Linked DNA regions of Anas platyrhynchos: region 2 is linked to region 1. A link is a contact called in public Hi-C data. All regions are on one chromosome and are shown on one strand. Each heading gives the region's core, a stretch centred on a gene start, on an enhancer-like site or on the middle of the called end of the contact. The rest is flanking DNA. Distances are from core to core; before and after follow the strand shown. Region 1 overlaps ZMAT4 (zinc finger matrin-type 4). Region 2 holds the start of TCIM (transcriptional and immune response regulator).

The links. A called contact is a pair of places that touch in the nucleus more often than the background predicts.
Region 2: a Hi-C map of skeletal muscle shows a contact between it and region 1, with 1.9 times the contacts expected there. The contact joins the promoter of TCIM here to the enhancer-like site in region 1. A contact is called at or near these places in 2 of 8 Hi-C or Micro-C datasets (liver and skeletal muscle).

Annotation. Positions count from the first base shown.
Region 1 is chr23:406,986-414,033 of IASCAAS_PekinDuck_T2T, reverse strand. It overlaps ZMAT4 (zinc finger matrin-type 4), which reads right to left. Exons shown (of 7, transcript XM_005029474.6): 5 at 5,279-5,506. Among named protein-coding and RNA genes, the nearest start is that of ZMAT4, 41 kb to the right of the region's middle. Within about 2 kb of position 4,328, at least 2 of the 8 cell types and tissues checked have an H3K27ac peak or open chromatin away from gene starts, as enhancers often do.
Region 2 is chr23:472,159-479,338 of IASCAAS_PekinDuck_T2T, reverse strand. It overlaps TCIM (transcriptional and immune response regulator), which reads left to right and starts at 2,665. Exons shown (of 1, transcript XM_005029473.6): 1 at 2,665-3,807. The coding sequence starts at 2,736. The coding sequence ends at 3,056. The region is part of intron 2 of LOC139999357 (a long non-coding RNA gene); the gene reads right to left.

The DNA.
Region 1 (7,048 bases), core at 3,079-5,578:
AATTATTTACACACTAATGTTCTGATTTTGCCTTTCTAGACAGGTTTTCACCCAAACCATTCATTAATGACTTGTGCAGTCCCATAAGAACACAATATTGTTGAGAAAGTTTCTCCACAGCTGCAAGGGCCTTTGGGCGTAGCAGATTCAATTTGTTTCTCTTTTATTATTATTATTATTATTTCTCTGTCCGGAAATGGGGAGAGGCAGACCACTCTCTGGGTTCGACATTTATTTTTTGCAGGAGGGATCAGAAGCCTCTTTTAGGAAATCCAACAGCAGTGGCGTCTCCTTGCCTTTCACAGCACCCAGCTCCCACAGGCTGCTCTTGTGCCCCGGTGGGACCTGTGGGGTCTGGAGCCCGTGGGTGCTGCAGCAGGGGCTTGAGGACGGCTGGGGCGAGAGCATCCACGCGGTGCCAGCAGCATGCAGGGACCGTACAGCAAGGACAGGCTCCGTGCCCACCCAGCTCCACGTGCTGTGCCAGAATGAAGGGCAGAAAAACACGAGCAATTTCTGGTTTCTATAAACGGAGCAAACTTGGCAACAAGGCGCCAAGGGTCAGTACAACTCAGAGTGCCAGAGTGCCCGGGAAAGGATAAGGCTCTCTTATCTCTGCCGTGTACATACCATTTAACTCCATTATTCTTTCACCTTGGGAAAAGAGTACAGTGGTTTCAAAGCAGAATTACAGAAACAGTCACTTCTGTGCCTCATCTAACATGTTTTTACTGAAAAGACAGAGTGCGGCTGAGTGTACATTAAATGCCTGTTTCCCTCCTGGATATCCTTGAAAAAGGGAGATGGCAATCTGAGTGTTCTTATTGCTGTTATGTAGGGCAAGACTTGACATAAATTAAGCATTTAAATGCAGGCCTAAGTGTTTCCAATCCCCTGATTCTGTTGCCTCCCTTAATACCCTGAATGTAAGAGAGTGGTTTCTTCTCTCCTCCCCTCTTTTGTATTTTAACATCCTAGTAATTCCCTTGGCATCACAGGCAGTATTAACATCACTGACATTAAACATACATCGGCATTACAGTAAACCATTGATGCTAAAGTAATTTCTGTCCTGTTCTCCTAGAAGTAAAGGGAATTGTGAATTTCAGAGTCTCTGTGGTCAGGTTTCTGCTTTGCACTGATTCACTTCCATGAAGATCTGAACAGAGCATTTCAACCTTAATTGAAGGGCTCAGCTTAAAATACCAGAGTTGTGGGATTCTTACCATGGGCTGCTAAGCTCTTTAAGAACAGTTTTAATGTACCATATATCCGTCTCTTTGAATTTCCACAGTATTATTTCTTCAAAGAAATTGTTCAAATACTCTGTTTAGAATAAGTAATGTACAACATTATCAAATGTGATCAGTTTATGCTTACCATAATTAACCATATAGGATATACACTAACCATTCCCCAGCTATGTCTTGCAGGCTCTCATAAAATCACATTTATCTTTTTTGAACACCAGACCCTAGCTAGACAAAACAGCCCCACTTTGGTCAAACACCTTGAGCATCTCTCACCTAGGAATTTGGCCCAACATAAAGCTAAACATCTTTAAAAATATCCAGGTGAGTACTTGAGAAAAGGGAGTAAGCTATAGGGTAGAGGTATTTAAGCAGTCACCTACATCATTGTGTGTTGCGATGTGGCATGGCAAAAAAATCACACTGCAAATACGTTTTTGGATGCTCTCCTTACTGAGTGTACTGGAGATGCAGCAGCAATGGATTTACAGCCACGCTCTGACCACCGCTGGCAGCCCATGCACGTTGCACTGGGCTCTAGGAGGCAGGGACCAGATGCGCTCATGCCACAGGGCAAGGGATGGAAGAGGCACCGCAGCAGGGACGGGAGGTGCCTCAGCACCTCTTGCAGCCTTTGGACAATGCCGTGACCCCAGCAAGGCAGACACCAGGACTGCAGCCTGAGAACCTGGCAACACTTTAAATTAAGGTAATAAGGTTCTAATGCTCAGCGGCTAGTTTAATGGCAGACACTAACAACAGCCTTACTGACCCTTAATTACTTGTGTAGGTGGAAACACCACCAGTCACTAGAGTTCCGAACTGGGGACACCGATTTCTTTCCACAGCACGTCAGAGCATCTCGCAGTTGCAAACAAGGGGTTGCCCGACCTGCCAGCCAAAATCATGAGCCCTGAGAAGGATTTGTGGAGCTGAAGCCTCAGGTGTGAAATGGCCTCCACTGAAATTAGACACAGAACAATAAAAATAGCCTTGGATAAACTGCAGGATGAAACTAAAAGCAACGATCACTCCCAAAATTAAGAGTATTGATCTCACTTGAGCTTACCAAGGTTGCCAACTCAGTGGAAACTGGTGTCATAAAATGCGCCCAGCCAAAGCCTGAACAAAGCGTGCTGGAGTTGAATATCAGTACAGAAGGTAGTCTGCAATGCCAAGGTGGTCCCAGCCAGAGTAGCTTGTTAGTAAATTCTGTGTTCTGTCTATATTCACATTTACTTTTGCATCATCATGACATATCAGCATTCTCTCCCCTGAATCATGACAAGCATGTAAAATTGAATGCACTCTTATTTCCATTAAATAAAATATTAAAAAGTAAAGTCATTAATGTCATTCTGCATAAAATGCATTAAAACACATTCCAGGGGAGTACTTGTTAAATCACTTCTTACTAACCAAAAGCGACAGCACAGTACAAAAAGTATTTATAAGGCATACAAGGAAATTACGAGCCATGGAGGAAAATTAAACTCAGCTCTTTGCCTGATTTTTCAAGATAAAGTCTGCACCTCTGACAATTTACCTTTGTATGGAGAATACAAAGACTGTAGGTGACAACAACCCTGTGCAACCATTCCCATTCTGCTTTACTGCAGAGGTTGCTATATTTTATTCTAGGGCTTCATGGTGCAATCCCTTTGACAGGCACTGGTTTGGGCTCTAGGGACTGGTGCCTTTCTTGTTCACCAGGTACCAAGTGCTCTGGGAAGACGACTCATGTTCACATGGTTTACAGCATCCCACCTACAGGCTGGCCCCTAATCTGTCTCCATCACTCTGTAAAATCCAAATTTCACTGGCAGGCACCACAGAGAGCCAGCAGAAAGGTGAGACCCAAGGCACAGCACCCTGAAAGGAGCTGCAGTGGTTCAGCTCCCCCTGCTCTGCACTCTGCAGCGCCACTGTAATGGCATTTAATTTTAATGCAATCCCACTACCTAGATCTCACACAAAATCATCATTCTCCATCACCCTGAACTGCACCTACTGCTTGGCCAAAGCATTCAGACTACGTGACCGAGTGCTCACGTGCGTCGTAGCTTTACCTTGGAACGCGCTAGTGAAATGGTGCTGTTATTGAGGCATCTTTTTGCTCCCCCCTCCCCCTTCTCATTTCTGAAAAGAAGTAAGATTTCAAAATTGCAAGATGAGCACTTGGCAAGAAGAATCAATGTTTTTGTTTCCCATAAATATCACTTGTCCAAAAATATAACTCTATTCTTATTTCTCCAAATACACATTCATATTTATCAATAAATATTTTATTATAGCCATTATCAAAGCATCAAAGGCTGCTGAAATGTTGTACTTCAACTGACACTGCTCTTTCCAGGCTTACACAACGCATCAAACGTCTCCCACAGTAGTCAAAATACAATTAATATTTAACTTGTGTTGGGAAAGCCAGGGACAGCATGGAAAGGAAATGAGTCTGCATTCTAGTGAACAGTGAGGTTTCAAAACAAGCAGAGGGAACAGAGAGCACATGGCCATGACACCAACCACGTCCTGCAGACACCAAACTGCAGGACACTGAAATCAATGGTCAGACGAGGTCTCAGTTGCCAGCACAGGACAGGTTGCCATTTGGTAACTCTGAACCTTTTTCTTGAAGTAATACTTGACACAATCTGCCAAAGTAAACTATTTCCTTGGACATCCAGGAGATTTCATTCTGTGTTTTTTGTTTGTTTGTTTGTTTTTGGTTTTTGGTTGGTTTTTGGTTGGTTTGGTTTGGTTTTGTACACCAGCAGCAGCCTGCCCCGCTTTCCTTGGCCTGGCTGTGCAGCTTGCAGCACCTAGAGCTCACCTCTGCCCACGCTGCAGGTGCTCACACCCCACACGGTCCTGCTGGTGCTGGCAGGACACACAGCCCTCCGACTTCAACCCTCCTCAGCAGGAGCTAAATGAATAAAGCACTTCGCCGTTGATTTATTTACAGTTAGTGACATCTTCAGCCACTCCTGAGCTTGGCAGAGTTCGCAGTACTAAGCACTTCCATGTTACTGTCCCAGGTTTTATTTCCCTGTGTATTTTCAGCAGTGGGCAGTGACTCAGCCACATGAATCATTTACGGCACTGTGAGTCACACCGGGTAGCACACGAAGGATCTGGATAACCATTACAAGGCTTACTGGAGATCAAGAAATGCACAACATACCGCACAGTAATTAGTATTTAAAGGAAAATTATTTCATTTAGCAAGGAAAAAGAAGGTATCTTAAAATGTTAATGCTCTCCCATATGGTTTTGAAAATCAAACCTGTAGTTTTTGCTCAGCACATTTCAGTCAGACATACTGTGTACATGCAGGATTATATCTGGAGACCACAGAGAACGCTCTTTCAAATGGAGGTCCTTACCTATTCTCCAGTAATTATATCTCTATATTAAAAAGGAGCTTTGTTCAGAGTTCAGTGTGAGGACACATCCTCAGGTGGTTTAAATTAGCACATCTCCATAAACACACACAACTTTAAGTGAGCTAATGACCAGCATCTGCCTGCCACCAACACGATACACCAGCAGCAGGCACGGCAGCTGAGGAGGGCTCGGCTCGCTCACTGCCTGGACCAGCCCAGAGAGACACTCTCCCTTCAGCAGGAAAACAGCAAATCTATGTTTAACACACCGATAGCAAACAATCAATACTTCTCTTGGGCCCAGGGTGCTGCAGAGTTTCACACACACCAATTAAGTCACATTAGACACTGTGTGCTCCCTCTCCCTGCAGCAGGGTCGGGCTCTGCCTGCAGCAGTGGAGCAGCCCCGCTCCTGGGCTCCCAGCCGGGCTGAGCTCTGCCCTCCTTTCCTCTAGGCTCAGAGGGATCATCCAACACTTGCTCAAGGATGGATGTACTAACAGATGAGACTACTTTAGGGAGAGGCAAAGAAAAGCTTAGAAAACAACTTCTAAATAATGCTGCTGAACCGCAGAGCGCCATCTCACAGCAGCATCCGACTCGGAAGGCAGCAGCAGCCCCCTGCTCTCCCCTTGCCCTCACCTCTCAGCTCGCCGAGGTCCAGGGTCTTCCCCAGCTGCTCCAGCAGGTCGGCTCTGGCCGCGTTCTTCTTGTGCTTCTTGCCGTCGTAGTGCTGCTGGGCCATCATGGGGTTGTTGAACCAGGCGGCGCACAGCTGGCAGTACCGGTCCGAGTCCCTGCGCTGGTGCGGCGAGGACACCACGGGGGGACGGTCCGTGTGTGGCTGCTTGAGGGAGCTCAGGGCGGTTTCTGCAGAAGGGAACACTCGGGGGTTAGCTTTCCACAGCTGATAGCCCCAGACCCTGAAGCAGATCCTGCACTGGATGCCGGGAATAATCAGCAGTGGTTGCAGTGTCCCACCAGATATTCCAGATGGCATTGCTTGAAAATCTACCATTTCTCATAAAATAAATAAATAACATAAAATTTAAAAATTGCCGTTACACATCTCATTGTTGTGACTGAATCTACTGAATTTCTCCTCCTTACATTGCTACTTCCAGGAAAAATTGCCAGTGGAGAATAAACAAAACATGCCAAGCCATCAGCTTCTCAAGATAGAGAAACAGATTTATAATATCTCAGGATTCTTATTTTTCAGTGTATTTGGTATTGGAAAGAACAGGGAAAACCATAATAATTTTAGTGTAGCAGATGGAAAAAGATACTCTATATTCAGACCCCTCATTCAAAGGTTTTCATATTACGAAGTGACAAATGCAGCAATCCACGACCTTAATTTAGTCCCATTTCCCCTCAGATTCACCACAAGACTGTCTGTGATAACAAATGTGATCCAAATACCTTCAAAAGAAAAAACAATGACAGGTCCTCACATAATGGAGCTGCACCTTGTTTGCCATAAGTTTCCTGCTTTGTACAGTATTTTTGTACAAAACCATGGGAAAACAGCTTCAAGTAGAATAAAATTTAGATAGCATTGGAATACAAAAACACACAACTAGTACTTAATTATCACACCTCATTCAAAAATTCCATTTTATGTGACTATTTTTTTTCCAGATGAAATCTCTGCTATCTAAATAATTAACAGACTGCACTCTCTCTGTGCTACAAGGATAGGCAACTTTTAAGGCTGCAGGCAGGAGCTCGAGGCTCGCCTGTGATGGGGAGGCTCCTTGCTGCTCCAGCTGAGCCCCAGCAGAGCACAGGATGGCAAGCAACGGAACCACCTCAGTGCCTGGTGCCAGGAACAGCAACAGGGAGCACAACAAACCCTATTTAGACACATAATTATGACCTGAGCCCACTGCACTTGTCTCCACAGCTCCAGAGAGTTCACGTTGCTGCAGGTCTTCTGTTGACCTACTCGGGATTGCACGTCTATTAACCTTCCTCAAGGAAATCATATCTTACTTATCATGTTACTTACAACCTTATCCATTTCCAGGGCTTTATAAGCCTCTATTGTTTTGATGACACCTGCCAAGGTATCAGGTGTTCTCTGCCCGGATTATTGCTGGTTGTGAGGCACTGTCATCCTCCTGTCCACGTCTCCTTTGGAGAAACACCTGAAGAAGAATTTTCTCACTTCTGCTGATGTGACCCACGCTCTGCACAGCGCTAGCAAAACGAGCTCTTTTGGGCATTAGTTAATAAAGTGACCGCCTAATTGACTCCTGCTGAAGATGTTTATTCTACTCGTTCTGCTGTCTGGCCAACTGCCTCCTCGTTGTGTGTGGATTTATTTCACACAGGGCTGCGATGCACAGCCTGCTCCTGCTCCAGCAACAATCTGCACCTCACCAGGAGCCTTTGTCCTGCTCCTGC
Region 2 (7,180 bases), core at 1,416-3,915, 67 kb before region 1:
CTCCCATTAACGTGTGAAACAGAGCGTTTACATTCACGAAGCAATTATACAATAATAGCAGGAGAGCTGTGATAGAAATCGCATCTTGTCTGAAGTTTCTCTCCAGCCCAACACATGAATAATTCCTCCTAGGCAGTACTGGGAAGGCAGTATTAAAAGAATGATATAAAAAATAGTGGAAAAAACAGACGAGGTATGCTTCATCTCCCAGTCAGAGTTGAACACAACTAAATTTATGCAAAGTGGGAAGAGAAGCTTGAAGGGGCACAGGCATTTGTTACTGCTCAATGCAAGATGAGCTCACAAAAAAAAACACATTCTTCATCTTGGCAGCTTTTTGATGTCTTACTCTTAAAGCATCAGTTTTATTCTCGGTTTCCATGGCAGATACTTTTCTGAGCTTGTATCTGCCACAAATATTGCTAATTTATGCTATCAGCCATATTTCTGCAAATACCTGCAGAACGATTCCATGTGCGGTAAAAACAGTAAAAAGTAGGCATATGTTAACATGCCTCAGTTCCTCTTTTCAGCTACGGGAAATCGTGCTTTGCAGAGGGAAGGTTTGTTTCCTACATCTACAAGATCACCGCTGATCTCCTGGTGCTGTTTTCTGGCCCTAAGTACGTTACGAGTGTGCGTCTCTGTTCAGTGAAGCAAATAATGTTTAGCATTTCAGATGGACACTTTTACAGGCAGGTTTTCCCTTCACACAGTACTTCAGGCAGCACTTTGCGTCTGAGCAGGAGAGGAAATCAACACGCACCTTCCTTCTTTCCACTGCTCCCCCCTATTTCTTTTTAGCAAGCCATTGATAAAACATGGAGCTCTTCCACAGGCAGAGGCCCAGAAGCCAGCCACATCAAAAAGATCCTATTTTAAGGGCAGATTTACCCTGCAAATGTTGAGCAAGCATCAGCTGATGTGTAATGCTCTCAAAGTCAGCAAAGTTACAGTAAAGTAAGAGGCTTTTAAGTTTTTCTGGCAGGAGGAGAATTAAGAGGTTTTGTAAAGGTTTCAGTTTATACACCGAATCATGTAATAGCTAGCAGATACAAAAGAAACCTAGGAAAACTGTAAAAAGCAAGCCATACAATGGTGGTGATGCAGAACTAGTGGAAAAAAATCCCAGGCACGTGCAGCGAGAGCTCATGCAGGTAACAATGGCACCGAGCAGCGCCTGGCGGAGCCGCCGCAGGAAAACCCCGTCCCCCAGCAGGATGCGGCTGAATGGAGCGTGCAGGGCTGCGCCAGGGTGTGCCCGGCTCTATTTACGATTCCCTAAGTCACAGATAGGAAAGTGGTCAAGCAGTTAAATGCAATCCACTCCCTCTCCTACAGATAAAAAGCACGGTGAGCCCCGCCAGCAGGAAGTGCAGAGGTTCAGTTGTTATCTAAGTGCATGGAGCTGGTGACTACCGATTGTTTTGCTGCCTGAGCAGCAGCCTGGCCTGCTGTATTGTCTAGTAAGCAATACAGTTCACAATTACTTTATTAGTGCCATTATTCTATGCCTGCACAAATGCCTAGCACATGGACTTTGTGGGCTTTTCCTCGATAGAGCCAGGGGAGGGTTCCTGCAGGACTGTGCAGGGACACATCCCTGCCTTCTGTCCGAAGGAACAGAGGTGTTAGAGGAGGGAGGATGGAGTGACAAGCAACCAGGGGACGTCACTGCGGCTCTGCTCCTTGCTGCAATCACCTGTCACCTCCACGGCTCTCCCATAAACAAGGGAACCCCCCTAAGTAGTGGACAGTCACGGGGACAAAGCTTGTTTGTGGCCTCCTTGAGTGGGAATGAGTAATGGAGAATCATCAGCACAGCTGGTATACAAACAACTGGTTTTCTAAACAGTGCCCCTGCAGCATCCGGCCACTTTTAAGCCATTAACAAAAATACACTTATCTCTGGATCCTTGGCCTTGAGCAACCTTTGAACCCACTGCCATTCCTGGCCAGATTTAGTGGGGTGCAGCTCTCCACAAGGTTAGATTTCTAACCTTGTGCAGCGTGGGGCAGAGAGATGCCACTGCTGCCCCGCTACGTGCAAATTGGGCAGCTCCAGGTTGTAACATCCCAGGAAAATCACTGCAGAAGAATTTACGGATTAGCTGCCTTTGCTGAATGGCTTACTGCTTTGAAAATACAGCTTTGTGAGCACTAAATGTGACCTGTTCCATCTAGAAAGCAGCAGAAAGCATCCCATACATAGACCTGAGCAGGTTTTGCTGCCTTGTCCTTCTGTCTGGCTGGGATACAGACAAGTAGACATCTGCAGGCACAGGCTCACAGCTAACCTCTTGTTAGTACTGCAATAGTTCCCAATATTAACTTTTTATTAGGTGCAAGAGCCTGTTGCAGCAGGCAAGGTTTTCTAAGTGCAGAGCTTTTCTGAGCACAACGAAAGGCCACGAGTGCAGCTTGAACTGTACAACCTCAAAGACACACAGCAGTGCAGGGAGTTGTGCGAATCCCCTCCTGAACCAGGTCAAAGAAAAACTCACAGCAGAATCTCAGCAATTTTTTACACTCGGCTGCACAATAGAGGAAAGTTGGCAACTTAAATGTTAACTTGCCTATGACTATTCAGTGTTGACATCAGCGTGACCTCATCACTGTAACTTGAGCTCTCCGGCTTTTTCTCAGCCTGCCTTTAAATAGCAGCCTTCAGCACAGCTACCACACAGATCCCTCTGATCAGCCCCAGAAGGCAAACCCCAGAGCATCCGACGTAGATGAAAGCAAGGAGAAGCAACACAACCTCAGCCATGTCCACCTCCCTGAGAGTGAGCCCCTCGGTCCACGGCTACCGCTTCGACACAGCCCTGCGCAAGAAAGCCGTGGCCAATATCTTTGAGAGCATCGACGAAGAGTCGCTCCAGAAACTCTTCAAACACTCCGGAGACAAGAAGGCAGAGGAGAGAGCCAAGATCATCCTCGCCACCGACCAGGACGTGGAGGAGAAAACGAGAGCACTAATGGCTCTAAAGCAGAGGCGAAAAGACAAGCTCCTCCAGTTCCTGAAATTTCGGAAATACTCCATCAAAGTCCACTGAGCTGGCGAAGGGAACGGCAATGGAGGAGAACGTTTCGGGATGAGACTGCTCGCCACCTCCTGCCGCGGGCGGCACGCTGTGCTGCCCTGCGAGCTCCCGGCAGGATGCACGGTGCTGGGAGACAGCCGATGGGACCGGGACTGCCCGCGGCAGCGCCGCAGCCTGGGGCCGATGCCCGGAGGGGGCCAGCGCGCCCCAGCCAGCCCCACAGCACCGCACGGCGGGTGCTGCTCACAGACTGAGCATTTACTGACTTCGTGTGTTTGCTTTGCCTTCCTGAACTTGTTACCTAAAGTTTGAAACCTTTCTAAGCCTCGCTGTTGTCTGCTAGAATGGAGAGTCTAGAGGTTGATCAGCTACTGATCATTTATCATTCTGCATTTGTTAAAATGCTTTGAAGTGCACCGTATGGGTGCAATAAGTTCAGCCTTCAGGGAATGCATTTGCTCTAGAGACACAACGCGACTGTACCTTGTCTTTCTCATGCAGTATGCGTGCATTATAAACTGTTGCACAAAAGCAATAATAATGACATATTTCCCTGAATTTACTGTGAAATTCCTTAATATTTTGCTCACTTCCCATTAACACTGAATTTCTAAATATCATAATTACCGTTCTTATTTGTATAAATTACATTAGATATTAGACAAGTATTTCATGGTAATATTTTATAACAATGCTATCATTATATTGACTATAATTTATTGCATATGGCAAACTGAAATTTAATAAATTATACCGTAAATTATTTCTCTTGTCTGAAATGCTCAATTCTCCTGGAGGAGTGGGTTTATCCTCTTTTGGTCATTTCACACAGATCCCATTTTAAGAGCAGACTGCTTATACTTCTTAATTACCAAGAATGCCAATGTGCAGGCTCTGTTCTTAGCCTGCAACATTTTTCCCTGAAGTTCTGCCATCCAGTTCAGCAGTACCAGAGTTTTACCCACAGCTGTGCTATGCTGACTCTGGCATTCCCAGAAAAACCTGATAAAATTTAATTGTAAATCAAACTCAGCTGTTAGTTTCTCCTCTATGAGGAGAATGCCTTATGCTCATTTTTCTTAGAAAATGAGCAGCTCCAAACAACAGCAAGTGGTACAGTCCTCAGGCTCTCGCTATTCCTGCAAAGCAGTGTTAGGACTTGGGTCCCAATGAGCCAAAACAAACAGAAGTGAGTTATGAGCACCGGGGCAGCAGAATTAAACTTAGCCTTTCTGCTGTACTATCATGATAGAGTATGTTGAAAATACTTAAAAATAGCCAAGACTAGTTATTAATAAGTGTCCTGTAATAACCTCCTACTTAGGAAAAAAATGTTCCCATGACTCTGTTCAAAACAACAAAGTTAAGAGTTTGGAAGACTGATAGGCCAGCTTCAGTTTTGTTTTTTGCCTACACTTAAAACTCCAAGTTACCTATAAATCAGGGAGACTAGAAATAATCCTTTAAATTACTTAAGCGAGTGGATAACTGTAATCATTTACAGTGTGATGCAGCAGATCCAGAAGGTCCCCAGGAGCTCCACGTCTGGAAGTGAAGCACCCCCAGCCCCCCATGGCCCTGGCCCCGCACAGGAACGGCTGCAGCCTGGGGTGTGCGCTGGAGGTCTGGGGCTGGGAGGGCTGCAGCAGGGCCCCAGCAGCACTGTCCCAAGCAACCGTGTCCACCAAGAGCCGTGGGGCAGCGGAGGAGACACGCAACCATCCCCGTCCTGCTTCATGGTGGATCCAGACCTTTCTGACGGGCATTTCACATCGGCTGTTTCCAAAAAAGGCCAAACCGGGCCCGCTGACCTCACTCCAGCCACCCCCGGGCTTTGTGATGCACTTTCTTTCCTCCCACCCCAGGAGGTTTTCCCATCAAAGCCATTCCTCGTCCAGTGAGCACTCCAAACAGCAACCCCGCGGGGTGCCACAGCCACCAGCGTCCGGCTGCCGTTGGGTTACGGCGTACACTGCGATGGAGGGGCCCAGACAACCCTGCTGCAAGAGGAGACTAAAAAACCCACAGTGGGTACCAAATCGTCTTTCCACCATGCCACTGCTTTCTATTTCTCTGCTCAGCCCGTGCTTGCCTCCTGTCCCAATCCTGGACACAAACTTTCCGTAACGCAGCTGCTGGGCCAGGCGCAGTGGCAGGGCTGTCGGGGTCTCACCCATCGCTCAGCCCCAGTACCCAAACCACACACCCCCACACTGAAAGAGCTGCGAGTGCAGAGGGCAGGACTGAACTGCTTCAACATCCCAGGCGTTTGGGAAGAGGGGAGCAGCAGCAGGACGAGCCCTCACACAGCAGGGTGCCGGCACTGCGGGAAATGCAAAGCAACCTCTGCGGGGCAGCGGGGTGCATCAAAGCTTCGTCTGGAGTTCCTGATGTTACTGTCCACCACCAGGACCCGTGGCCCCCACATTTATCACCACATGCTGTACAACTCAACCACACATCTAGAACCTGTCCAGAGAAGTTTGCAGAGCTGGTGACAGCCCTGCTCTTGTCCCCCGGGCAGAGGTAGCCCCTGCGCCTGGCACCCAGGGGGCTCCTGCACCGGCCTCCCCCATGCCTGACACCCACACCTGGCCCAGCAGCACTGTGCCAGGGGCACCGTGATGCATCATCAGCTGAAATTCTCTTTTCTTGTGAAGGAGAATCTGAAGGAAGTCATGACTGCGGCAGACAAAACAATGTAAATTAAAGCATTTGCTGCTGGCACATGCTACTATTGCCCAGACATTCCTGCTCCAAACATTTGCATAATGTGATTGATAAGGCCCTGTGACTTATGGGGTTTATAGTTCCTCTTGCCTCCTTACATTTAAATTATCAACACAAGTAATAAATAAAGTTCACCTTATAAAGCTTTTCTGATAAGCGAAGGTCACTTACCAAAGAGCTACATGTTTATGTGATTTTACAGTTGAAAAAGGCAGTTTTCCTTGGCCTCAGCCTGCATTCTGCTTTGGCAGGCTTGTACTTTGTGAACAGCAGTGCATCGTGCAGTGAGCTGGGTATAAATTGCAATTCATTGTTATGAAACATTTGTCAGTGAGCCTGAAGCACAAACAGCCCAGTGCTGCATGCTGGCCACCCACATTCACTGCTGCTTTCCCCACTGCTCCTGGCCAGGGCTGCACGACGCGCCCCAGCCCGGGTGCTCTCGAGGCTGTGCTGACGGCGGTGGATGCCTGTGCCCAAACAGAGGCTTGCTTTGCTCTGCGAGCCCGGCACGATCCCCGCAGGGTAGGTGCACGAGGGCGGGTCGGCCGCATTGTGCCGGGCCCTTCCTGAGCGCTCGGTGCCGCAGACTCTGTGTCTGTCCGAGCGTGTGCGCTGCATTCATGAGACAGCTCAGAAATGCTCCTGCCAGACACAGAGCCCATTGTCAGCCTGCCCCACGTAACAAAAAGAGGAAAAGGCCTGTTCAAGGTATTTCCTCCCTCCAGGAGCCGGGCGTTTCCATTAATTCTTCTCTCTGAGTCAAACTGGCTGTACTGGGTGTCCCTCTGCCCCAGCATCCTGAGGAACATGCGTCCGAATATCTAATTTTATCTGGCTTTTCTAGCGCTGCACCACAGGCAGGAGCAGGGGCAAGGGGCAGCTGGGCACCCACCCTCAGCTCGAGCCACCCAGTCCAGCTCCAGACAGCAGCACTGGGGCAGAAGCCACAAAAAGCAGGGAGGAAAACGAGCAGAAGCCTTCTAGCAACATCTCTGTGTGGTCAGGCTGGGGACAGGCAGCGAGCAGCTTGTAGGGTGCTGGAAACAAACCGCCCAGAGCGAAGGGGAGCTCAGCTGCAGCAGGCAGTGCCTAATCCGTGATCCCATGAGTCCCCACCAGTCCCCACCTCCCCAGTGCCCTCCAGAACTGCTCTTGCAACTGTCCTGGTGATGGGGAGACAGGGTTGGAACGAGTCAAAATCCACCTCAACCTGTCCACTGTGTTCAGAAGGAAGAGGAGATGTTGCCCAGTGTCCAAACACCCTGTTCTGTGACCTGCTGGTACCCGGTGAAACCAAACACACTGCGTGAGCAGAGTCCAAACCGAGCTGGGCCAGACCTCACATGGTCTGTGCGGAGGGACAGGGTGCTCCAGACAACAGCAACACCTCCCGGGCAAGTTTC